Linked DNA regions of Gossypium hirsutum: region 2 is linked to region 1. A link is a contact called in public Hi-C data. All regions are on one chromosome and are shown on one strand. Each heading gives the region's core, a stretch centred on a gene start, on an enhancer-like site or on the middle of the called end of the contact. The rest is flanking DNA. Distances are from core to core; before and after follow the strand shown. Region 1 holds the start of LOC107908100. Region 2 holds the start of LOC107914479 (DUF21 domain-containing protein At4g14240).

What was found. Hi-C and Micro-C count contacts between places; a contact is called where the count stands out from the background.
Region 2: a contact with region 1 is called in a Hi-C map of leaf, with 5 times the contacts expected there. The contact joins the promoter of LOC107914479 here to the promoter of LOC107908100 in region 1. A contact is called at or near these places in 18 of 34 Hi-C or Micro-C datasets (anther, callus, hypocotyl and 3 more).

Annotation. Positions count from the first base shown.
Region 1 is chrD08:10,604,076-10,611,352 of Gossypium_hirsutum_v2.1, forward strand. LOC107908100 reads right to left here and starts at 3,576. Exons shown (of 4, transcript XM_041099830.1): 1 at 2,897-3,576; 2 at 2,435-2,746; 3 at 1,860-2,021; 4 at 869-1,375. The coding sequence starts at 3,013. The coding sequence ends at 1,268. It overlaps LOC107914499, which reads right to left and starts at 6,844. Exons shown (of 7, transcript XM_041099832.1): 1 at 6,370-6,844; 2 at 6,093-6,163; 3 at 5,702-5,810; 4 at 5,323-5,405; 5 at 4,934-5,092; 6 at 4,346-4,447; 7 at 3,690-4,256. The coding sequence starts at 6,442. The coding sequence ends at 4,242. It overlaps LOC107914515 (a long non-coding RNA gene), which reads left to right. Exons shown (of 2, transcript XR_001688896.2): 2 at 177-438.
Region 2 is chrD08:10,792,561-10,799,837 of Gossypium_hirsutum_v2.1, forward strand. LOC107914479 (DUF21 domain-containing protein At4g14240) reads left to right here and starts at 3,891. Exons shown (of 13, transcript XM_016843406.2): 1 at 3,891-4,364; 2 at 4,584-4,660; 3 at 4,786-4,869; 4 at 4,948-5,061; 5 at 5,516-5,599; 6 at 5,679-5,750; 7 at 6,354-6,421; 8 at 6,832-6,919; 9 at 7,056-7,129; 10 at 7,205-7,277. The coding sequence starts at 4,118.

The sequences.
Region 1 (7,277 bases), core at 2,326-4,825:
GTGTAAAAGAATGCATGGAAAATGACTAAATATGTGAGTTATAACACTTAGTTAATGATGTTTTAGGAATATGTTGTATGTTGTTTGGTTGATGCATGACAACTTGTTTGTGTAGTGGTTGTTCTAGGCATTCACTGAGCTTGTTAAGCTCACCCACTCCATTTTATCCTTTGCAGAGTAGTTGCGTTCCCGATGTGAGCGGTATGGTTGTCGAGGAATTGATCCAAGCCATTCATTATTCATTATATTAGATGTTTTGCTTGTTCTAGGGAATAAAAAGGCAATATGGTAGACATTTATATTGGATTGTTAAGACGTATTTGAGATTATTTGCATATTATGTATGTTTGGAAGCGTGTGGACTTGGATATGGTATTTGGACTATTGTTTTAGACATTTTGATGCTTATATGACTAAGTGAATGAAGTTTGATGTTTAGGAATTAAGTTTGAATGATTAAAATGCTCTTAAATGTTGAATTTTTGCAACTTGAAATAGAGGTATCAATATTAGGGCTTTTAAAACAATACCTCTGTATTTTTGAAAGCGCAGGGAGTCAAAATACCAATTTGGTATCAATACCTTAGCCCGAGTATTGATACTCAAGATGTAATTATCGATACCTTGCGAAAGGTAACAATATTTTCCGATGTTTTGAAATTTGTTGAGAAATAGAATGCTAGTTTGGTATTGATTTTCCAGGTGGTATCGATACCACTTAAAGAAAATATCAATACCATAGAGGTGGTATCGATACCTATGTAATATTTTTTGGAAAACTTGATAAGTGATCCTAATGCATGATTAATACCTATGTTATGCTATTTTATGAATTCTTGGTATGGTTTATCAACAAAAAGTGAATGTATGGTTTGTAATTCATGATAATGCTATGTTATTATTAATTGAAAAAAAGAAAGATGCATGAGAAATAACATGTTCTAGATGAACAACTAGTGAGACTGTGGTGTGACATCTTGATATTCGGCTTGACGTCTAGGCCGAGTATGGGATGTTACAAAAGAAGTTGAGATCAGTTTTTTGTTTCTTTTTTTTTTTTTTTTTGTATTGCTGCATGTTTTGCTTCAATGTCCTTTGCTTCCCTTTCTCAAAAACACCAACATCAAATCCACATAAATAGTACCTCATTAAACCAAAACCTCGTAAGTCCATAATAATTTAAGTTGCAGGGAAATGTTGGAGGCAGTAACTATCACTAGAACCTGCAATTCATCCAGGATCAGGGTAGGGAAATTGAACTCCAAATCTACACCAAAACAGAGCCTTCCATCACCATAACAGCTTTTCCTCGCAGAAGCACTCTGTGGTTCTGCTCATCTAAATGGATCTTCACAATTCCTCCTCTAGGTGATGCCTGTGCGAAGCAACCAACACAATCAATATCATAACAACAACAGTTTCGTTGGATGGTTCAAAGGAAAAGTAAGGGAAGAATACCGCATGCGCAACAAAATCTAACTTTCCCAGCTTTTGGCTCCAATAGGGTGCCAAGGCACAATGTGCACTTCCGCAAACTGGATCCTTATAGACATGAGAAAGAGAGATTAGCATGTCTACATAACGATCCAGCAATGTCGAGCCAAAGAGAATCATGTTGCAGGCAAAGCTATACATGCATTGAGCACATATATGTATGTATCTCAGTGTTTACTTATTTTTGCAAGTAATCATCTTCACTACTTTTTCCAGACAACAGACAAACTTGATAGTTAATGTCAAATGTTCATTCCAGGGACATAAATACGACACATTTCATCCTCAACAAAAGGCATGGAGCATAAGTTAAGCAAAAACTGTCTGCTTAGATGAAATAAGAAATGTTGGATACCATGGCTCACCTCATTAATACCATACTTAGGACAGAAGAACCGACTAATAAAATCAAATTCAGAATCTGGAGGGGCAGCCCCTGAAACAATTAAGCCTCGTCCAGGACATTTCAGTATGTCGTCAAACCGTGGCTCCATTTCGATAACAGATTTTCCAGATTGGAGCACAACCTAAGAGTATCCAAGTAAACAGAAAAAAGAAATCCCCTATCACTACACTATCATTAACAAACGTAAAAGTATCAAATGTGTCAACAAAAGCACATTATCCCTATTTCAGTCACTTGGAGAACCAGTAACACCATATATGCATATAGCTTGCTAATCAAAATTGAAAGCAATAGGAGAACTCAGGCTTTGCTTATGCAAATAAAATCCACATTTTTAATCGTACTTCTATTTTAAAAGTAACTTTAATCTCTCTCAAAAAAGAATATTGATGTACTCAGAAGCACGTAGTGATTTTAACTAATAACCAGGCAAGGCTGATACTTAAACCAGAAATGTTAATGATCCTGTTCAAGCATGAGAAAAGAGAAAATCAAGAAACAAAAAAAAAATTACTAGTGTTATTGAGGAATTACAAAGATATCATCTGCGGTAGTCGTTCTCTTAACATCAATAAGTGGAGCATCGTTCAAGGCTTTCGATATAAGTGAAGCCTCAGCAGAATTGAAGTCGGTGACTGGAACTGTAGGAAAATTCAGTTCGATCAGAAAGTGGTCGCTCACTCCGCCATTCTGAACCTCGGAGACATTGGTTGGACAAACATCTGGAACCTTTTTAGCAGTTAGGATTCCAGATAATGTATCAAATTCAATAATGTTTGAATTTACCAAACCAGTTGTAAAGAGAGTATGAGCAGATGCTAAGGTTGCATGACCACATAGATTTACCTGCCAAAGAGGTAAACAATTAATATCCAGGTCGCAATTGCTATATTACCACTTCACATTTGAGTCGAGCTTTAAGGTTTAATCAAGAATAATTGAGCATATCAAACATCCAATCTATTAGTGAAGGGTGTTGGAAATAAGAGAAGTGACCCCGGCAACAGGGGTAAACCATCTATGACGAAACCTGGTGTTTGGAGAGGTGGAATTGGTGATCCGAGTCAAGTAACAAGTCTCGGAGATATTAAACTCAGCAGCCACTGCTTGCATCCATTTCTCATCTCTTTCTTCCTCCAACAAACAAACCGCAGCTGGGTTCCCCTTGAAGGCGGAGTTGGTGAATGCGTCAACCTGTTCAAGAATCAAACATTCCAACCTGCTTATGACTTGACCCAACTCATTCTTTCGGGATAAGACTGAGTTGAGCAGTAGCACAGAAATAAACGAGCAAAGATAAGAGACAGAGATATTAACACATAGTATTTGATGGGTGTTTTGGCCATGTTGCTCAGACTAAGATTTGAGTTTGAGAGAACACAGTTTTCTCAACTTTGGAGTTGAACGGAGATAAATGATGGTGCTGAAGAAGTAAAAAGGTCAAAAGCCAAAGCCAATTTAAACAAGACCACCTCAAATTGCCATTCATTTTTTTAATCAATTTCCTCTTCAATTTTTTAATCTGTAAAGTAGACTTTAGGTCAAGTTAAGCTATGTCCATAAAAAAATACTTGTATCAAATTAAATATACCATTCTTGTTTTATAAATAAAATCTGCTAAAGCTCCCAAGTTCCATTGGAGAGGTTTTTAGAGTTGAGAAAATGAAAATACAGCCTTATTGTTAATTAATTATATAAAAATTTCATATATTTTTTCTTCTTAAATCAAGTTTAGTTTATAGAACGAGTTCAACATGATTTTATGGACTTTAAGAGTTGGATGTTATAATTGACATGGCCACATAGGCCTGGAATAAACAGTAAACATATAAATATAGTTTTTGATCCATCATATCATACAACAGCTTGGAATCATCATGTTCTTTAACTAAACCCTAAACCAGCAATCAACCTGTTCTGTTGACTGGGAAGAAATTATAAATTAAATCCAGGCACCTTAGCTTCACAAAGCTACAATACAGATGATGACTAAACGCAAATAAATTACTCCATCGAGCGCAGCATTGTGCACAAACTTATCTTATTTATGAACATGAATTGGGGGGGGGGGGCGAATTTCTGCCCCTAGAACTACCAAATGCCCTCCTTTGACATTTTCAGGAAATTGGACAAGGTGATATTAGGGAGCTCAACCACCCCTGTCTTCTTCTTCTTTATCCTCGTCACCTTTAGTGACTCCGCACCCTTTGACTGTGTAACTGTTACCGAGACCACGTTGTAGAACTGTTTAACGAATGTTAGGGAAGAAATTATTACACTTTCACCGTGTAAGATATTCATCAATATTCAATATTAAATCCAACACTGGTTGCAGCAAGAATCAGAGAGCTATTTTCTGAACAAAAATTTCCATCAGTAACCAACTCAGCATTGCATTTAACGAAGCAAGCATGTTCAGAAAAAGGGAAAAGATCGAGGGGTTACCTCACAGACACCATGCAGCAACAATCTATGGAAAGGATCTTGGACCTGTAAAGCAAGGACATCCCCATGTCCACGTTCCTGGATGAAGGTCCGTATGCAGTCCTGAAAAAAGAGAAAGGGTTTAGGTATTACCAAGTTGCCTAAGAGTAAGAATGGGAATATTTAACTTGAGTGGTCTTATGTTGAACCATATTTCACTCTCGTACATTACCTGTTTACTTATCTAAATAGTTAATGACATAAAATTTTCAACCAGAAATCTGCTCTCAAGCCTTTTGAGCATATGAATTCCATCTCTCATGGAATACATCTGGAGTCTGGTATGCTACTAAACACACTAATCGCATTAAGTCTATCTTAACCACTACTTATCCCTTCAATTATACTATTATAGCATAAATATTAAGCTGGGATCTATAGCATACTCATACCGACATTAACCCGGCATAGCCCTACCCTCCTTGCACTTGATTTTGAGAAAAGAAAACAACATAGTGAATAACTTGTAAACAAAATAGAAGAAAAAGCTCATGAGAAGAACCTATTAATAATAACCATTCTCAAAGAATCAAAAGCAAAATCATGTACCTCATAGCTCGCAATAAGATCTGAAAGAAAGCTACGGCGAAGTGCTTCTCTTGTTCGGCAATCAACTCTTCGCCATGCACTCAAGAAAGCTGCCTTATCAGCGTCAGCATGAAATTTCTTCTTCATAGATGAATTATTTAAGGCGCCAATAATATTAGCCTAACATAAAGGAATATACAATAATGTGAGCATGTATCCACAATAGTTTTCCTATTCTAGAATTTGCTTAAGGTTATCATCTTCAATTACAAAATCAGATATAATATCTTCCTCCTTATACACTTACCAATAGTTTTCCTATTCTGAATTTGCTTAAGGTTATCTTCTTCAATTACAAAATCTTTTTATAACATTGAAAAAGTTTTGACGAACAAGGGAAGTAAAATGACCTCTTTATCCATATCTATAGTCCTAAATTTGTCCCATTCTCCCACATTCGTCATGCAAAATGCTGATGGCGGCACATCATCACCTGTGAATGAATTTGCAAATAGGGGCTGATTATATTCCTTTGAAACAAATCATTCAAAAGTATAATGGGACACAAAGCGACCAAGACCACAAGTATGCCACACAACAACAATGTTCTCATCCCTTCCACTATTATCATGTTAAAGTTGCACACTCTTAATAGCTAAAGGCACGTATAGAGCATCAATTAATACACATTGCCCATGGCTGATGTTACACGGTTATTATACTCATGAATGCAGTTACTAAAAAGTGCATACGGTGAACTGAGGGATATCCAGCAGGACATGTCATTACCCCATGGTGGTGGAGCAAAAAGGCCTCTTACTTCTTCTGCATTCAAGCGAGGAACAAGTTCCATCAACAATCTATCATTTAACCATCTTCTAGAACGTCGGTTTGTAACCTGAGGCAAATAAGCAAGCATTTCAGGGAACGAACAGCTTATTCGAGAAATATCCCAAACAAATACAGCAATGAAACCATTAACTCAATAGAATTCATAAATGAACTAGTCCAAAAATAGTCTTAAAGAGTTAAAATTTCAAATACGCAAGAAATTTGCAAACAAAGAAAAAGTTAAATCAATACAACACCTATCATCACTAAAATGGATCCTATAATCAATAAGATCAGAGTGGAAATTGTTCTAAAAATGGACCCATTCGCAAGTGATAAAGAACGTTACTTTTCCAGTCAAGCTCTCGAGAAGCTCAATCTTCTTCTCAATCGAGAGCCCACGAGATTTTCCATTTTCTCCTGCCGAAAAAGTTAAAACAAACATCACTTAATTTTCCCAGAAGGGAAAGATTTGAATTTTTTTCACAGAAATGGCGTAGTTTTATCCACATAATAACACACAATAACTAACGCTAAAAAGGTTAAAATCGATCTGGGTTCATTCCATCAACAACACAAAAAAATGGAACAAAAAAAAGAACACACAAATATTTTTAAAAAATTACCTTTACGAAGCTCAATCAAGGGAGATGATAAGAGAAGGTCGGTTTCTCTTTGAAGAACCCCAGGAGTGGCCATGACTGTTGATAGTTTGATCGGGGATTGAATGGTTTTTGGAGATGACTAGATCTGTAATTGATGAGTGTTTCCGGGACGTTCTTTTTGGAAGGAATAAAAAAAATCGAATCCAAACGCAGCCTTATCCTTAAAAAGCCCTTTCAGACTACCTCCGAACACTGATCTAATGGAAACGTGAGGAAAGCTTGAATGTTAAAATCAGCTGCTTCGGCTATGCTTTGTGTACGAGATTTGCCCAATTCGGTGATGAAAAGCTTTGAAGGATGGGTTCAAAAACCGATGTAGAATTTGATGTAGCTGGGAAATTGATAGAATCCTGGGAAGACACGTATCAATTTAAGCAAATGGCACGTGTGAGAAGTGGAGGAAACCACCGAGGAAAAAAGAAGATATGATATGCCGTGTTTGATTCTCTTTGATTCTTCTTTCTATAATTATAATTTTCCCTTACCCTTAATTTCCTAATTTGTAGTTCTTTTTGGTTAATATATACACTTTTGACATTTTATTTAGAGAAATCCCAACATGTTTTCTTTTTATCTATTGATAATATGAAACACAATAGGCACTTAATTATGTCCCAATCTCAAACAAGTTTAATTTAAATAATATGAAACAAATTAGGCCCTAAATTATGTCCCAATCTTAAACAAGTTTAATTTAAATATTAAATTTAAATATTTAATTCAAACATTTTTTTATCTATTAATAATGACTTATTTCAATGATGAATATGGTACTTTATTTGAGATCATTTTTCAAATCTAGTGTAGGATGTTACAATTGGACCAAAAGTGTATAAGCTAGAGGAAAAATCTATAATCTCTAGTGTGTA
Region 2 (7,277 bases), core at 2,641-5,140, 190 kb after region 1:
AGCAACTATCCCTATGTTATTAGGGCACATACAATGATTAAAAACATGACCATTTCGAGGCAATTAAGGGGGCTGCATTGCATCTGGCACCACAGATGGATGCCAAGAAGTGGGAAATTGGAACTATTTTTGTTTTTCTTTCTGTTTAGTAGAAGACAGAAACTAGTGGTGGTCGACATACTTACGGGGGGCTATCCAGAGGATCTATGATGCTAACTTTGGAAACCTAAATTTTCATTACAGGACCTTGGGGTCTAAGTAATCATCTCACCCAACTGTATCTCAACTTCTCCCATGCTTGTCTTGTGTCTATTTGGGCCTTCCTAGGCCCCGTAGGTTAGGCAGGCCGAATTTCTGGGTCTAAGCACCAATAGTTGGATTTGTCGTCGAATGAATTTTTCATTTCGTCTTAAATTTGAAATTTAGTTATTTTACTTTTATTTTTAAAATTTTAGTTTTTTTACTTTTTAGATTTTAAAATTTAAGTCCAATTATTAAATTCAAATTTATTACAACGTCATCTTTTAAATTACATTACTATCAAGTGAGGTTTTTTTATTAATTTCAAATTTAACAGTGTTAATAAATAGATTTGAAATTTGAAAAATAGAATGACTAAATTTTTATAAATAAAAGTACAATGATTAAATTCTAAATTTTTGAAGAGTACAAAGAATTATGACATATTTTAACCTTTTCATTTTTAATGTTTATGTAAACATTGTCAATTCAGATATTGCAAATTTGAAATGGATGCAAATTAAATGCCATCGAATTGGATTCCGATTGAATCTACGGGTTAAAGTCATGTTTTAACTATCAATACTTGCCTTAAACATTAATTACTGTTTACATAAATTAAGAAATAACATATTAAAACATAATAAAAATATTTTCAAAAAATAATCATAGTAATTAATTATAAAATTATATATAATAATTTTTATTAAAAAATATATCTTTTAACATTTTTTTTTAAATCTTGTTGACTTCTCTTAAATCATATTCTTTTGTATTGTATAAACTTAATCGAACAATGAGATGAGATAATCTAAATATTTAAATTTGTGTTTATCCCCTTTATTATTTGATCAACTCAATTAGTTTACTTATTTTAAACAAAAAATAAAATAATATTTATGTAATTCAAAAATATATTATAATATGAATTTATTTCACATAATTATATTTAGTAGGTATTATATTATAAAAAATATACATAACATTTAACTCTATATAATAGATCAATTATTATACAATTAAATTACGAATGTGTAATAATTATTATACAATTATGATATTATGGTGTGCATTCCTTTATTAATGATACGCAACCTAATCATTAAATGTGTAACTAATTTTGTGGTAGATTATAACATATACAATTCACATTATATAATTAAGGTAAATTATTAATTTTATGTATCTTTATATACAACTATGTTAATGTAATGTACATTTTCACATTAATGATATGTAAGCATCAACCCGAAATGTGTAACTAACTTTTTTAGCATTATATAATTGGGGTTGATTATTAATGATATGTAATCTTATATACAATTATGATATTATAATGTACATTTTTACATTAATGATACGTAACCTTAAACAATTAGCCTTATATGATTAGGGGTAAGTAATTAAGTTATTTGGGATTGTCATCAAACTTTTAATTTGTTTGGAATTTTTATATTTAAGTTGTTGTGGGATTGTTATGTTGGATTTGTTTGAATTATTATTTAACTAATTTTATTAATTGACATTTATTTATTATTAATTATGAATAAAAAAATTATTTAAAATTAATTTTTTTGTTTAATTTTATATTATTTCATGAATTTGAATTCGAGTTTTTGTGAATTTGGATATTCGACATATGATTGAAATTGTTAAATTCAAATTTCTCGCAAATTTTAATATTTAATGAATAATAATATTTAATTCATACTCGGAGAATAATACATGAATAATTAATGGATTCAAATTTTTAGATAAATTTATAGATACTCCAAAAAGGACAAGTATTTTTTAGACAAATTTATAGATTCTCCAAGAAAAAAAAAGATATTGGATCCATTGCAATTCCTAATAGGGATGGCAAAAAAAAAATCTGAGTTTGTGGGTTTAGATTATTATTATTATTGTTATTATTATTATTATTGCAAATGGAAGGTAAATATTTTTTACAAAATTCTGAAGTGGGGTCAGGGCAAAATTCACTTTTTCCCAGTCTTTCATTTGAATAATGTAAGAAATATATATGTACTAAAATATGTATATAGGAAATTTAGGTTTAATTCAGTAAATGAAATAGAGCATGAATAAAAAATGAATTTGGTGGGAATAAGATAGAGATATAATAAATATTATGTTCCTTAAAATAAAAGTGGTTTTTTTAGTTTGATTGGTTGGTTGGAATGTAATAGATAAGAATTAGTTTTACTTTGTTTAGGATGGATTAAATTATATATGTATTAAATATTTACAAGGGATCAAATTACTAAATGTAACACATAATACTTAATTTGATCGTTGAGTCTGAGTTACAGGATGTCACAGTTGTTTTCAAAGTAATTACAATCACAATATCTATCAATTCAATGCTTTATATTCACTAATATGTTCATTACATCATCATATTATATATATATATATATAATCTACTCCAGGGCTTATCCAAGCTTACAAAAGCTTTTTTGATAATTCGTGACCATTGGAGGGCTAAAAAGTAAAATTTACAAATTGTTTTATGCTAGAGTCATGACTCCTATGGTGTGGTGTCGCGACCTTGAAGACAGTATATAGGAGTTGCAACATCAAGCAAGGGATGTCAAAATTTTTCCTTTTCGGAAGGATCAAAATTGAATTTTAAAGTTTAGGAGGTGAAATTGTAATTTTATCATTAGATTAACTTAAATTTTTATAACTTAAAAAAAAACTGAGAATATGTTTGGAAGAATTTTAATATTGTTGATATTTTCCAAATGTTAACAATTCATCAATTCATTTGTAATTGCTAGGTAATTGGTTTAAGAAAAATTAAGTTATTAAAATTTTATAAATTATAAAAGAAGAATAATTATATTAAAAATAAATAATATAAAAATATTCAACATCCCTATCATTATTTTTGTAAAAAATATTATAAATGGTTTTAATAAAATAAATTTAAAAAATATATAAAAAAATTAAATAATAATGAATTTTGAAGTTTAAGCTTTTATTTAATAATGGGAATTTAGCTAATGAAATTGGTTATTGAGATTACAAATGATTTAAAAAAAAGGGAAATTAGCTAATGAATTTTGAAAATCCTCGCTTAAATGAATACTTTTATATCTTAAGATCAAAGCTTTTGCCTGCACTGTAGCCCCGCACCGACTTCTACGTACAGATTTGTACTCAAGAAGTGAGGCTCTCAAGCTTCAAGAGAGAACGGTAAAGTTTGTTGTTTATCTCATTCGCATGTGAGCTTCAAGCGACAGTGGTGCACATTCTTCGCGAAGGAGATCCGACTACATTGCTCACCAAAGCCTTACTATGGGAACCAAGCCAACTCTCCCATGGCAACTGCTATGGAAGGATATTTATTTGTTTCTGGTTTACTGGTGTGATTCTTCTTTAAGAAAAAGAAAAAATAGCATGTGAGGTTGGTAGAATCATTCATTTCACCCGGCAAAAACTCTTTATTTATTATTGTACCTTGTACAACTAGTCCTGGTAGAATAAGCAGAAGAGAATGTTGTTCCCAAGGCAGCATTTGGGCCAACCCATAAGATAATATTGGATTGGAGTATGACCCACCATTAACCTGACATGGGCTTTTGCAAACAAAACAGCATGAATTTTTGGTGGAAAATCAACATGTAACGTAGGCGGCATGTCTACATTTCATTTGGTTCACGCAGTTAAATAGTGGGTGAAAGAAAATGGAGATGGAGACGGAAGATTTTTCATCGTAGAGAGCCCAAGCTCAACTATATGATTTGACTGCTGTCCACTTCTTCGGCTTCTATTCACAAATCACAAGCGTTGTCCTTTTCTCCTTCGCACGCGTTGCACCGCACCATACCGACCAAACCCCCCAACAACCTCCCACTAGACTGATTAGGAAATGTTGTTGGGGAACGCCATAGCCGGAGCTCGTATAATCATGGCGTCGTCATCCAACCACATCGTCTTCGAACCTGATGACATCCCTTTCGGCTCTTTTGAGTGGTTCGTCTTTGCGGGAGTTTCCTGCTTGCTTGTGCTCTTCGCCGGCATAATGTCCGGCCTTACCTTGGGCTTGATGTCTCTGGGCCTCGTTGACCTCGAAATTCTTCAGAGAAGCGGCACTATCACCGAGAAGAAGCAAGCTGGTAAATTACTAAATTCCCATTTCGATTTTCCCCTTTTCTTTTACTAGTCAATGGTAACAGTACAATTAGTAACAGTTCCAAGTAATTAAATATGCTGAGTTTACTGTTTCAATTTATAGAATTCTGATATCATACACTAGAGAAAAAAACCCTGTTTTTTTTTTGCCCTTCTTTTGTCCCCTATGATTATCATTTATTTACATAATTATATGTCTGCAGCTGTTATCTTACCAGTTCTTAAAAAGCAGCATCAGCTTCTTGTAACTCTGCTTCTCTGTAACGCTTGTGCCATGGAGGTGAGCATTTACATGTTGTTATTAAAATTATTAACGGTTTTAATGGCCATATATATATATTTGTATTTAAGAAGCTACTGCATTTCCTTGAATTTTCCTTATACTCTTGATTTGTGTTTTTGCAGGCTCTTCCTATAACCCTTGATAAAATTTTTCACCCCTTTGTTGCAGTGTTGCTGTCTGTTACTTTTGTTCTGGCTTTTGGAGAGGTCTTATATATTGTGTTTTTTGTTGTTTCAATCTCAGCTATTTAAGCCTTTCGAAATGTAATCCCTGTTTTGGATCAGATTATTCCACAAGCGATATGTTCAAGATATGGACTCTCTGTTGGTGCAAATTTTGTGTGGCTCGTGCGTATTCTGATGATAATTTGTTATCCCATCGCTTACCCTATTGGAAAGGTAGTGTCCTGTTGAAATTCCTGGGTTAAAAATTGTGAATACACTAGCACTATTTAGACAAACGGGTAGTTTCCTTTTGTGTTTGTAGTTTGTTCTACGTATATCACATAGCAAGCTTTTGTTTTTGGTTATTCAAAGGCATTTAGTTCAATAAGAGTCAAAGTATTAGTGGGTCTTTTAGGAGGTTTTGCATTGAGCAAAGAAACAACTTCTGATGTATTGAGTAATGCTCAATGTGCCTTGGCACCTTGGGTATATGATGACCAAGTCTTGATACTTTTTGACTCCATTCAGACAATCGTACAATTTGGAAATTGTAATAACCTTAGATATATGATATTTCTTGAGAGCTGTGGTTTTCTTGGATATTAACTTCTGTTAGAGGTTTTAATACCACAAACTTCTGAAATGTGCTTTTCTAATTGTACTCCTACATTCATTGGTATGGCTTCAGGTTCTGGATGCTGTGCTTGGCCATAGTGATGCTTTGTTTAGACGGGCTCAGTTAAAAGCCCTAGTCTCCATCCACAGCCAAGAGGTAACTGCTTAAACCAGACTAGATAATATTGCTTAACCAAGTTAAGTATTTGGTGGCTTGTCATTTCTGTCCTTAATAGGCTGGCAAAGGTGGTGAACTAACACATGATGAGACAACCATCATTAGTGGTGCACTGGATTTAACTGAAAAGGTAAATGCTATTATTGGAATAGTATTTCATGAGTAAAAATCACCTTTGTCTTTACATTTCTATCTATGACAGATACTTCCAGTATTAAGATGTTTCATTTTCTGGAAGATGAATATTTGTTTTGACAATACACAATGAAAAATTGTACTCAAATCTGGACCATATCTACACAAAAGCAGTTTTATAAACATACAAACGCTCTCATTAAACTTAATTAGTTCTAATAGTCAAATGGTAAGATATGTTGTTTCAGTATTATATAGATTCGAAGCATACACCTCATGATCTTATATTTGGACGGTGAACTGCTGCCTTTAATGTTTTGGAAACATCCCAGAACTATGGCTCTGGTTCTTATTTTTTTTATTTGAATTGAAGATATAGTTTCCAGAATGCTTAGGTTTTAATCTGCTAGGTTGTGATAATCTTCTAAGGGATGTAAAGCTGCTTCCTCTCTCTCTCTCTCTCCCTTTTTGAAGTGCTTGGTCTTTTTGACGTCTATTAGTTTTATTTCCAATTTTCCACTTTTAGATAGCTTTAAAGCTGATATTGCAACTGTCTTTTGTAAAATGGTTGCAATCATGATGTTTCTTGGACATGCAGACTGCAGAGGAGGCTATGACACCCATTGAATCAACATTTTCCTTGGATGTTAATTCGAAATTGGATTGGTGAGTTTCAGCTGGATGGGCTTCTTCATCTTGCCATTGAAACAAATTAGAGGGGATACAAATAGTTTTGTTATTCTGGGAAAAAAAATTGAGAAACCTTCTAACTGCGATTTTGAGGAAAGGGTTGAATTTAATTTGTATTTTATAGTGGTCAGATACAAACTATGCTTTTCAGAAGTTTAATGAGAGTTTACATGGAAATGAATTTTCAGATGAGTGATGGATTTTGTGATAGGTGGAGAAATTTTCTTGTTCATCTAGAATTTGGAATATCACACTTATAGGCATAGCTTAAGAGCCTTCCTGATGTGGAGCATGACACTGTACTACTTGAACATGATTGACCTTAAAAGGATCATCCATGTTCTTTAAGTTAGGTTATAAAAAGATTTTATCTGTCTTTGTTGCAGGGAATCAATTGGCAAAATTCTTGCACGAGGTCATAGTCGTATCCCTGTCTATGCTGGGAATCCAAAAAATATCATCGGGTTGTTACTGGTGTGTTCAGTTACCCATTGGCTTTCCAATTGTTTTCTTTATGTTGAAAGCTTCTTATTAATGGTTGCCAGTTCAATATGAAGCTATGTTTTCTGTCCAGAAATTCATATGAATTTTCCTTTGTTATGAGGTTTAGGTGAAAAGTCTTCTCACGGTACGACCAGAGACCGAGACTCCAGTCAGTGCTGTTTCCATCAGGAGAATGCCTAGGTCTAGACTTGTACTCCCTTTTTTAATGTTTCTCTCCATATGTGAAGTATGAATTCTCATTCACGAATATCTCAGGGTCCCAGCACATATGCCTTTGTATGATATCCTCAATGAATTTCAAAAGGGCAGCAGTCATATGGCAGCTGTA